Regions from separate parts of the Anas platyrhynchos genome. Here region 1 is linked to region 2. The links are chromatin contacts, called in public Hi-C maps. All regions are on one chromosome and are shown on one strand. Each heading gives the region's core, a stretch centred on a gene start, on an enhancer-like site or on the middle of the called end of the contact. The rest is flanking DNA. Distances are from core to core; before and after follow the strand shown. Region 1 holds the start of FGD3 (FYVE, RhoGEF and PH domain containing 3). Region 2 holds the start of CARD19 (caspase recruitment domain family member 19).

Region 1 (5,499 bases), core at 1,911-4,410, 190 kb after region 2:
AGGAGGAACACTTGCATCAATGTGACTGGAGTCTGATAAACTTAACAAGACACCTAAAACAAAAGTAGGTACAGACACTTTTAAAGCAATATATCAATTATCATTGAGTAAGGGCTGTAGAAGCAGATCAGCCTCAGTCAGGAACAAGAGCGTTCATCCAGTGCCCATCAAACCCGCTCAATGGTTCATGCAGGACAAAGCTGCTCCTAAAGACTGCCTTAAGGATGTTAGGCACTGAAAACGAGTGGAAAACGCACAAATTTTAGATAGGCTTTCAGAGGGCAGCAGTCCCCAAACCACACCATCCCATGCAGGTTGCTTGAGAGCAAGGCTTCCTTCAAAACAAACACCTAACAACTTAATCACTGAGCTTGCAGCATAAAAATCTCGCGTTGCTTAGGGGGGGGGAAAAGGTCACAGAGCCCATCTTGAAAATATCACAATGCAAAGAATGCACAAGGGAAAAATCATCACCTTGGACTCTGACTTCCCATGCCTTTCCTCCCGGAGCCCCAGTGCCTCAGCAACCTGCTCCCACTGCTACTGGCCTCGGACACTCTTCCTCCTTTTTGAGCATGCTACAGAAGCTCATCCCACACAAGAAGCCACAAGGATTTTCAGTGCTCTCTGTTGATTTCATCATTTTCAGTGGTATGAACATCCTTTCCTCCATCTCTGAGTCACTTCAAGACCAAATAAGCTTTCAAGTCCCAAACTCTTTGCACATTACTGCCTCAAGTGATGTGGTACAGGGGGCATCCACAAGAGTTTTCCAGGTCAGTAGTTCCTGTGGCACTGCTAGACCACGCTAGATTTCCTTAAGGAAAGGGTAGCCTACTACCATCCCCTATCTTTCTTTATCATCTCTGTGGAAGATGCCTTAAGGATCTCCTACCTTATGTATCTATAAAGAGACAGAGTTCCTCTGGGAAGACAGGGTCCTAGATTCGTCTTCAGCAAGTGTTCTAGACGTACATTTAAATGCCAGGAGCCGCACTGAAGGGTACTCCACCTCCAGCCTCCTTCAGGAATGATGTGAGCAGGACACATTTGATCAAAGTCCCAGGAGCAAGGTTAGCATCTACATATGTGAGTTAGATCACCACACTGTAGGTGCTGTAACTTGGCAAACAGAAATAACTCTCTCTTAGTCCCTGAAGACAACCACAGCCAACAAAGCTACACATTCGTGCATACGGTGGGGTAGTTAGAGCACCTACCTACCAGTGGCTAACCTGGGAGCCTTCTGTAACTCACGGAGAGGCTGCTAACACAGGTATCCCTGGTCACCTCCTGCAGGCTCAAATCCACACAGGAGGACCGTCTCCAAGCTTAACATACTGAAGTACCCGAGTAGCCCAGGAGATGCCAGGAGTCAGATTGTCTGAATAGCCCTGAAGCCAGGGCAGACGGTAAATCTCAGCAGGTCTGCAACTCACTGTGATCTTTCTTGGGTTGATCCAGCCTTTACCTGCCCAAGAAGTAGGGCAGAAGAGAAACTGCATTTGTACAACACAAGGATTTATTTCTTCAAAAGAAGGAACTCATTTAAATTCAATTTTATTTTTATCATTTTCCTCCAGCTTTATTAAGCTAAGGAGATATACGAACAAACCCAGTTTGCTTAGTATGACTTTATAAATACGGTTCTGCTAGCTCGAATATCATCTGTATAAGTAAAGCATTCTAATTTCTAATGGTGTGAAAGCTGGCTTACTAGTACAAATGTACATCTTAAAGAATGTAAAAAAATATTTTTATCAGTGTGTTCGTCACCAGATGTATTCCGTTTACATTCTGTACGCCTCTCCGCGTGGACAACAAACCCAATTCTGGCCATTAACAATTGCCAATAGTCCCTTTCAGTCCTTGGTGCTGCTGTGTTTCAGGCACTGCAAGAAGCGCTAGCCCCCAGTTCTGTTACATTGTAGAGCCATTTTCCTTTGTGCTAAAATTCCCCAAAGCTCGCACAGGAACCAAGGTAGAGCTATCCCTTTAACACAGTTTAACCACTCTCAATGCTTGGAATGGAAAATGTGACTTAGGTACTGAGGTTTAAAAAACAGCTACGATGTATGTATGCAGCCAATTTTTAAAACATGAATCTCGTAAGTTTTTTAGGCTTTTTTTTTTTTTTTTTTTTTTGCATGAGAATGTAGAGCTTACAAGAGCCAGCCAGCTAAATGCAACAGACCATTATGGCTCAGAGGTTTCCAATTTGCAACTAGAAATGGTTTACATTATAACTACTAACAGCTCCAAAAGGTATTTAAAAAGGAGAGAGCGGAGAAAAAACTTGGCATTTCACGAGTGCCTAAATATGGATTGGCAGGAAACAAATTTGATCTGTGCCGTTAATAATAGCCTTACCAAAATAAGTGTTTAACAGGACGGGTTTTATGTGGTTTTAGGAGACCTAAAAATACATTTGCGCAGCTCAGGACCGCGTTCCCGCAGAGCCGCGGTCCCCGGGCATTGTCAGCCCGGGACGGGGCTCGGGGCCCTGCCGCCAGCCCCCGGGGCGCCCCAAAACGCGGCCGGAGCCCGGGCTGGAGCCGGGGGCCTCCCGCCAGGGTCTCGCCCCGCGGAGAAGGGCTGCGAGCCGGGCACAGGAGGAGGAGGAGGGAGAAACGGAGAGGCAGAAGGGGAGAGAAAGAAGTTCCCCGCCGGCCCGGGCAGCCCGAGCCCCGCCGAGGACTCAGCAGGCGCGGCGCGGAGCCCGCACGGAGCAGCCCCGCGGGGGCCCGGCCCGGCCCGGCCCGGGGTCGCAGCCTTACCCTCCGGCTCCATCTGCTCCCGCCGCCGCGCTCCGGCGCTCGCCGAGCCGCTGCGAGTCGGGCCGGGCTGCGCGGTTACAAAGGCGGCCGCCGGGCGAGGGGGGTGGGTTTCCTCTCCCTCCCACTGCAGCTGCATCGCGCCGTGAGGCGCCGCCAGCGGGACGAGGCGCCCCTGAAGGCGGCGGAGGCGGGAGGGGCTCCCGCCGCCCGCCTCGGCACGGCGCGGCCCGGGCGGGGCGGGGAGCGGAGGGGAGCGGAGGGGATGGGATCGCCCCGCCGGCCTGGCGCTTCGTGCCCGCAGGCCGCGGCGGGGCGGTGAAGCCCCCTCACGCCTCCCCGCCCCGTCCCGTCCCTCGCGGCCCGGCCGGCGGCGGCGGAGGGGAAGGGAGCGCCCCGGGGCCGGGGGACGGCGCTGCCGGGCTCCGGGCTCCTCAGCAGCGCCGTGGCCGCCTCCCGGAGGCGCGGCTGCCGCCCGGGACCGCGGGCTGCCCCGCTTGATGGGTCTGATCCATCTTGAGGCGGCCCAGGGCGAAGCCCTGCCGCCCTGTTGTTTGGATGACGGAACCATTGAGTTGGAAAAGCCCTCCAAGATCATCTGTTCCAACCACCCCCTACCACCAGTGTCACCCACTGAACCATGTCCCCAAGCGCCACGTCCAACCTTTCCTTGAACACCCCCAGGGACCGGGACGCCACCACCTCCCTGGGCAACCCGTCCCAATGCCTGACTGCTCTTTCTGAGCAGAAATGTCTCCTCATTTCCAACCTCAACCTCCCCTGGCGCAACTTGAGGCCGTTCCCCCTTGTTCTATCACTAGTTATCTGTGAGAAGAGGCCGACCCCCAGCTCCCCACACCTTCCTTTCAGGCAGGTGTAGAGAGCAATAAGGTCTCCCTGAGCCTCCTCCAGACTAAACAACGCCAATTCCCTCAGCTGCTCCTCAGCTTCACAAGGCTCCCAGCTCCCACACCAGCTGTTGCCATCAGTGCCAAAAGCTCTTTGTGCAGCTGCTGAGGGTGGCTATTGGGCATGTAGCAGGGCCAAGCTGAAAGCATCTGTCCCAGGGCCGTGGATGGCTCTCCAAACTGCTGCCCTTTCCCTTACATCTTGAGTGGAAAGCAAAGAGAATATGAGCCCTGTTGTGCAGTCCCCTCAGACAACCAAATGCTGCTCACCTCCCAGAAAGCCACACCAAACCATATGTCGTTTCAGAGCTTCTTGAAAAGGCAGACCAGGACTGACTCATTGCTCTGTGTCTTTGTCAGGGAGAAGAATGTGCCAGGAACTGAAGGGTGATGCTGTCCTTCACAGGCAATGGGGCATTAATGCTGTGCTGATGAAGCATTGCTCTTGTGGTCAGAGTGGCCCTTCTGCAGAGGGTGTGCTACAGCCATGCTAAAACACTGTCTTCAGATGAAGTACATGTTTAAAGGACAGCTTTCTGAGAGGTAAGATCATCAACCACTCATTGCAAGGACTGAATAATACCAAGTAAAACAACCAAATTAAGCTTAAAAACACATATCAAACAATTTATCTCCAAAGAACAAAAATGAGAAAACTGTCTTCCGAAAGGCATTTCCCCTTAGGAAAAAATGCAAAACAGTAAATTCAGAAATTAACTATATTAGGCTTTAGTCTATTTTTCATTACCCAATAATCAATCTTTGCTCCTTATCTTTTCCCTGAGACAACTAACTAGCCATGATGTAGGTCCCATCATGGAAATACGGTTTTGAGTAACTTTAATATTGTGGTGGAGCAGAAGAACGTTATTGTAATGAAATTCATAAAATGGATTTCTTTGGACTAATTATTCCCAAACAAAAAGACTAGCTGTTCTGGAGTAAAGCCATGAATAAGGTCCAGTTAAACCAGACTATGGAGGCCTGAAGGAAATTTATCAGTAAGGAGCCAGCCTGGATTTCTTGATGTTTCTTTTGAAATCACATCTGTAAGATGTATTTCAAGACCAGCCTCAAAGCATTAATATAGGAATTTAACATACAACCAACCCTTCCAGAGATTAAACTCCTTCCTGTATATGAAATTAGTCCTGTCCTTTAGAATAATGAGACAGCTTCTCTCTGAAGTACTTTCATCAGAGCAGATCACAGCTTACCAGTTATTGTTACATGCTTATCATATAGGACTGATGCTCAGCAACAAAAACAGGCTTAAAAATTATTGGAAATTATCCAGGTTCTTTGCTCTAAACAAAATGAAGTCCTTACCATAATGCATAAAGCTAAGACAAATAAGTGTTTATTTTAGGCATATATTTATGTATAGCACCATTACAAATAACCATTGTTCTTTAATAAAATGATTGATTTATTTCCATCCGCTTCTTGCGCCATCCTATCCAACATTTTGGTTTCATTGTTTCTTTCAATTAGAGCATTTTTTATTGTAGGTACTCTCAACTTTTATGGTCTGGGCATGGGCAGTATTTAATTTGCATCTCTGACCAGAACCTGTTGAATTCAATGAGTAATTCTGGAGGGAGTTTACAATTTAAGTAAACATTAATTTGTGGCCATTACTTTTGGCCAACCAGGATTGTAACAAAGGGCCAGTGTAAGTTTCTTTAAATCTACGAATAAGCTATGTCTTCAACCAAGGTAAGTAATTTGGAGTCAGAGAGCAATATCAGTGGATAAGCAACAAATAAAAGAAGTACTCTTTTTTGCAACTCTGCTAAGGAGTTGAAGGAATAAAA
Region 2 (5,534 bases), core at 2,254-4,753:
CTGTGTCAAAAGTCTTGCTGAAGTCCAAAAAGATCACATCAGCTGGTTTCCCTTGATCGACTAGACAGGTGATCTTGTCATAAAAGGAAATCAAATTTGTTAGGCAGGACCTACCCCTCATGAACCCATGTTGGCTGGGACCAATGACAATTGTGATGAAGGAATATGTTTTTACTGTTGTTTTTTTTTGTTTTGTTTTGTTTGTTTGTTTCTTAACTGTGATACCTGGTATTTTTCTAACAGAAAAGTTTGTTTTCTCCTATGGTAAAGATAGGGCATGATTTATAATTATGACTCACATTGAAAACACGGCACCCAGTTAACACACTGCTGCCCTGCACAGCCCTGGGCATCTTCAGGCACTGGCTTTAGAAGACACTTTTCACTAAGACAACTTGGTTCTGTTACACAGCAAGTTCCCGAGCAGCACAACACACCCTTGCACTGGAAACAGAACCTTTGCATGGGTGGCCACAGAGACAAGAACAGCTGAAGGGTTAGCCCATAAGAAGTTGTGTGTCTGTGACATTTAAACCCTAATGGGTGAGGAAGTTACAGCAGTTGGACAGATGATAAAACATACAGCCCTTGCTTTAGGTGATGCAGTGTCTTGGGAACAGACACCTGAACATTTAGATGGGACCCAGGAAGAATCCAGATCTTTCCTGCATTGCTCTTCCACAGCCTGCTGGTCCCTTGCTTCTTCCAGAAGTGCCTGGCTGCATGCTCTATGGAAAGTCTGGGTTTATATACATATATATAGGTTTACATGACTCCCAGACTGACTGGAAGCTGTATTTGGTGCATGTGTCAGCAGCAGATTTTAACTTGCTGTGTGAAGTCTAAAAATGAGGCCAGTGTAGTGCATGGGCCTGTGGGTCCCAGCTGCGACCCCGGCAGGGTCAGGAGAGCTGCGCTCACTCGGTGCTGGCTGCAAACAGGGGTCGGCCTGTAACAGCGCTGGGTCCGACCCGTTGGAGACCTCTGTGGGTTCAGATCACAGCTCCTTCAGTGAGATTTTGGCCCAGCTCCACCACCGAGCTTGCAGTGCTGAAGCCTGATGCCCGGCCTGCTCAGGCCCACAGCGCAGGCAGGGGCTGCGAAAGGAACCGGGGAGGACTTTCCTCACAGCCGGCTGCACGTCCCTGCAGGAGACGGCTCAGCTAAGCCTAGGCCTGGCCAGGGAGGGGGAGAGGTGGAGTAAAACAGAGCCTTTGCTGGAAGTTTGCGAGTGCTGCCACTTGGCGGTGTGCGGGAGGAAGGGCCATACCCGGCACCAGCCCTGAGAAGCTGCGTGGGGATGGATACCGGGCTGTCCTAGCAGGGTCAGGCAGTCCTAAAAGTCTTCCTCCAGACCTCTGAGCTATGCAATATTCTCGCCTTCGTTCTCAGCGCCTGGCCTTCCCTGCCAGGTTGGCATTTCCACCCTGGTGGAGCACGCCGGGGGCGAGGCTCCCACCCGGCATCACATCCAACACCTGCACCCTCTGAGCCTCGTCTCTGTGGGGCTAACACAGGACATGCCCCTGGCCAGCAACCCTGAGCTTTTGCAAGCCAGCCTGTTACAACCACCTTAATTAGCAAATGAGATACCCAAGACCCCACATTTACTCCTGAAAATGTCTCGGTCTATATCTCCATACTTCAAATTGAAGCAGCTTCCCTATCTTCAAAAAATGTAATAATATAGGAGAAAAAAAAATAATAAAAAAATAATAAAAAAAACACCTCCTTGGAATAGCTTTAGTATTACAAAATAATGTGACATGGTTATGGTGCCTGCCCTTGGGAAGACTATAAGCATCCTGAGTTTATTCAGTTCAACCTCAGAAATCCAGATTTTCTGAACAGCATGAAAACAGGTTTTTAACTTATTATTATTGCACACAGAGACCTTGATCATGCCCATATCAAAGTCATTTGTGGCAACCTGATGTAGTAATAGAAACAGGCACCTTGTGGAAAGGAAATTGTCATTTTTATAGCTCCTCTCATCATATTTTTAAGCGAATTTCATCTGTATATTAAAATATTACAGCAATAGACATTGCTGAGCACTGAGAAGCAGTGGCATATGGCGCGCTGAAAGTTTGCTTTTATGACTGTGTTATACAGCTGTGAGTTCACTGCAGTTTGTGCTCTTCTCAAAAATGTCCCTGGAGTCACTACCAGCGTCTTAACCACAGACCTGAAAACCTGGTAGCCTTACTGTGACACAGACTGAAACCTCTGACACAAATGGTATTTAGCAGGCAGTGTTTCTGAGCGCTGTGGAATGGAAGTGCAAAGCAACCGCTCAGGAGTGCCGCAGCGTACACTGACACATTGCCTGGAGATATTTTTGTCCTGCAGGCTCAGATAATGATGCAAGCATCAAGGGTTAAATAAAGCTTCTCCTCATGCCCGTGGCACGTCTGCCTGCTGTAACCTTACCGCCACGAAGGTTGCTTCGGGAAGGCAGGTACAGGAGGCAGGCGGCGGGGCGCTGGGGGGGGACACGGCCGCGTCCCACACACACATCACCCGTGCTGGGGCCTGGCCTTGGCAGGATCCGGCCACCAAGTCCCCTCCCACAGCCAGGCCCGTGACATTCAAAGAGCACAGCCAGAAATGGAGCACAGCTTTCAGGACCAGCAGCCGGGACAAGCTGGGCATAAAGGGCTAAATGAAACCCTTGTGCCCTGTGAGGCAAATTGTGCTTTATTTTCAAAACGGTCACAGACAGAGCAGCCCTGGGCCAGGTCCTCGCTCCCTGCTGCCAGCCAAGCTGGACCGCGGGGCTGGTCTGGCTTCTCAGCCTCTGGGATTTCTCTCAGGCTTCCCCCCCCCCCCCAGCCTAGCAGCCAGATGAAGCGACCTGACTGAGTTTCATTTCCCAGCTTGTACAAGGGCAGCAGATGCATTTCCTGGGTAGCTGATCTCTAACGCGATCGCTGCTTCCCCCTGCGAAACCGCCTGATTTCTTTATTTATCAAGTTACTTCATTTACTAAGCCTTTCCCTTGCCATGGCGGCGTCAGCATGCCGCGTTTCCTCATTCTATCCGTTAACTGTTAAATCACAACATGAGTCTCCACTTTCCCCCAGCTGAACGGGACCAGAGCCCTGCAGGGATGAACAAAACACGGGTTTCAACCTAGTCTCACCCTGCGTTCAAGGAGGAGATGCGCTGGGACTGCCCGAGCCCCCCTCACTTACACGTTCTGTAGAGCATGGTCCGGGCGGCGGTGGGGCCGCTCCCCCCGCTTGTGGTGGTGGTTTTCTTTTTTTCTTTTTTTTTTCTTTTTCCTTCTGGCTCCAGACGCCAGGGCGGAAGCTCCACCACAGAGCTTCGCTCCCTGGCGGCCCAGCCTCGGGGGGGGGGCCCGGGGCAGGTTTCGCTTCTGGTGGCTGTGACAGCAGGGAGCCACCCACTGTGTCCTTGGGAATGTTGGCGGCATTGGCAGGACGCAAAGGTTGCACAGACAGCGCAAAAACGGAGCACCCCTTGCTCCTGGCACACCGCAGAGGTCGGCACGTAGAATAAGCCCTCATATATCGGCTGTAACTCACGTCGGAAATACCACAGACAGTGCTGTGAGGTTGTACGTGGGGTGACAAAGAGCTTCACATATGTGTTCAAAACCACGCGGCTTGATATCTGATCCCTTTTTAAAAAAACAAACAAAAAACAAAACAAAATAACAACAACAAAAAAAAAAACAAATTATGTAAAGGAGTAAAATACTCGTCCCATTATGTGTTTTTTGTTTGTTTGTTTTTCTGAAAACCCCTAAACATTGAAATTTTGTGAAGGCAGGAAGCAAATAAAGCCAACTGAGCATCCTCTCCTTAACATAGGTGTATAAATAAACAGCTGGCAGAGCTGGTAAGCTGAGATTCAGCCCAGCTCCAGCAGAGAACAAAGCCACCGTGTGTGCAGCATCCTCACAGGGAAGTGACCACCCTGCTAGCCCCAGTGCCTCACCTGACCACCACTGTCCAGGAAGGACAAAAAGGACATTGTGCAGCCCGCACACAGCCCACAGGCTTTATGAATTCAAGGCCAGCATCTGGGTGTGGATTTGAAGCTATTGCAGATCGCAGCTCATAGATGCAACATACCTCCTGTGGGAAACACTACTGTGAGCATTTCCATACCACCCTGACCTTGAAACACATGGACAGTCTGAACACATGCGTGCTTAAGTATAGCACCAGGGATCCAGGGAACAAGCTGCTTCACTTCTGCCTTCCACCAGATGAACTTTCATTCCCTTGCTTGCTGGTCTGCCAGAGGAGTTTCACATTTCCATCATTGCATTTGCATTAGCACCAGCTACCAGGAATGGAGACTGGCTTTTGAAATGTCTTGTCATGCAGAGAGCTGGAAACTGTACAGCATTTCCATCAGTTGATATCTTCTGGTTGCAGTGACAATAGACATGGCTAGTTGTTGTGGAATGGTTGTACAAGAGCCTTTCAACACCAGCACTGTAAATCAACCTTCTTCATAACAGTCCTTAAAAAAAAAAAAAAAAAAAAAAAGTAAAAAAATCCCCTCCTCCTGTTACTGAAGGAAGAAACAAATGAGGCTCCTTGTATCGCTTTTAGGGGAACATGATTTGGGGAGAATTTGCACAGAATCATCTCAGAGGCTACCAGCTGGCGTGGTGACAGGTTTTCTGCTTGGTCCTTCCAAGCAGAAGATTCAATTACGTCTACCATTCAATTAGTTATTAAGAAGTTGTGCTGCATGACATTTAAAACCAAAACCTAAAAACTAAAATAGTTGCACAAGCCATTTACATCTGACAATAAGTTATAGCTGATTCATTTAGTTACTCAGCTTCCAAGGCATCACTGCTGACCGGGAGGTTTGGGAAGCAGATGGTTGGAGATCTGGGCCATCAGCCGCCTCTGTCCTGCCCTTCCTGCAGGGTGTGCTGCGGCCAGAGGGCATCCCGCCAGCCCTGCTCTATGGCATCAGCCACCTCCTGCAAGCTTCGTGCCCCAGCAGTGTCACAGTCCTGTCTCTTCTCCAGATCCCAGACTTCTCAGGTGCATGGAAGCTTTGAAAAATACTATACCATAAAAAAATTAGATTCACGGCAGCAGAGCATGCAGAGGAAAACAGCACATTAAATACTTCCCAAGGGGCAGGTGCCTGGTGAAAGCTGACCTCTCCAAAAATCTTTGTGGAAAGCTCCATGAGAGCAATGTTCATTCTGCAGTAGGTACTCCAATATCCATCCCAAGCTTCCTTGCTCTGGCCACATCAAAATGCATTCTTCCCCTTTTTTCAGACATATTGGACATTTGAAGGCCACGCACACATTTGACAGCTCCAGGTGCTCTTCAATCAGGAGTCAGGCCACCCCTGAGTCATGTCATTGTCATCAGAGAAAGGCAAGAGACTTGTGGTTTACTTCTGCTGTCTGACACTTCAGGTCTGAAACTTCTCCCTTCAAGTACAAGGGTGAGACACTCACTTATTTATAAATGGAAGCTGTGATTTTCACGTATTCACCCACCTTATATTTGTAGCTAAAGAAA

The links. Hi-C and Micro-C count contacts between places; a contact is called where the count stands out from the background.
Region 1: a Hi-C map of subcutaneous adipose tissue shows a contact between it and region 2, with 2.1 times the contacts expected there. The contact joins the promoter of FGD3 here to the promoter of CARD19 in region 2. A contact is called at or near these places in 2 of 8 Hi-C or Micro-C datasets (skeletal muscle and subcutaneous adipose tissue).

Annotation. Positions count from the first base shown.
Region 1 is chr13:20,278,548-20,284,046 of IASCAAS_PekinDuck_T2T, forward strand. It overlaps FGD3 (FYVE, RhoGEF and PH domain containing 3), which reads right to left and starts at 3,161. Exons shown (of 19, transcript XM_027467624.3): 1 at 2,778-3,161. The coding sequence starts at 2,913.
Region 2 is chr13:20,089,081-20,094,614 of IASCAAS_PekinDuck_T2T, forward strand. It overlaps CARD19 (caspase recruitment domain family member 19), which reads right to left and starts at 3,504. Exons shown (of 7, transcript XM_072044398.1): 1 at 3,198-3,504.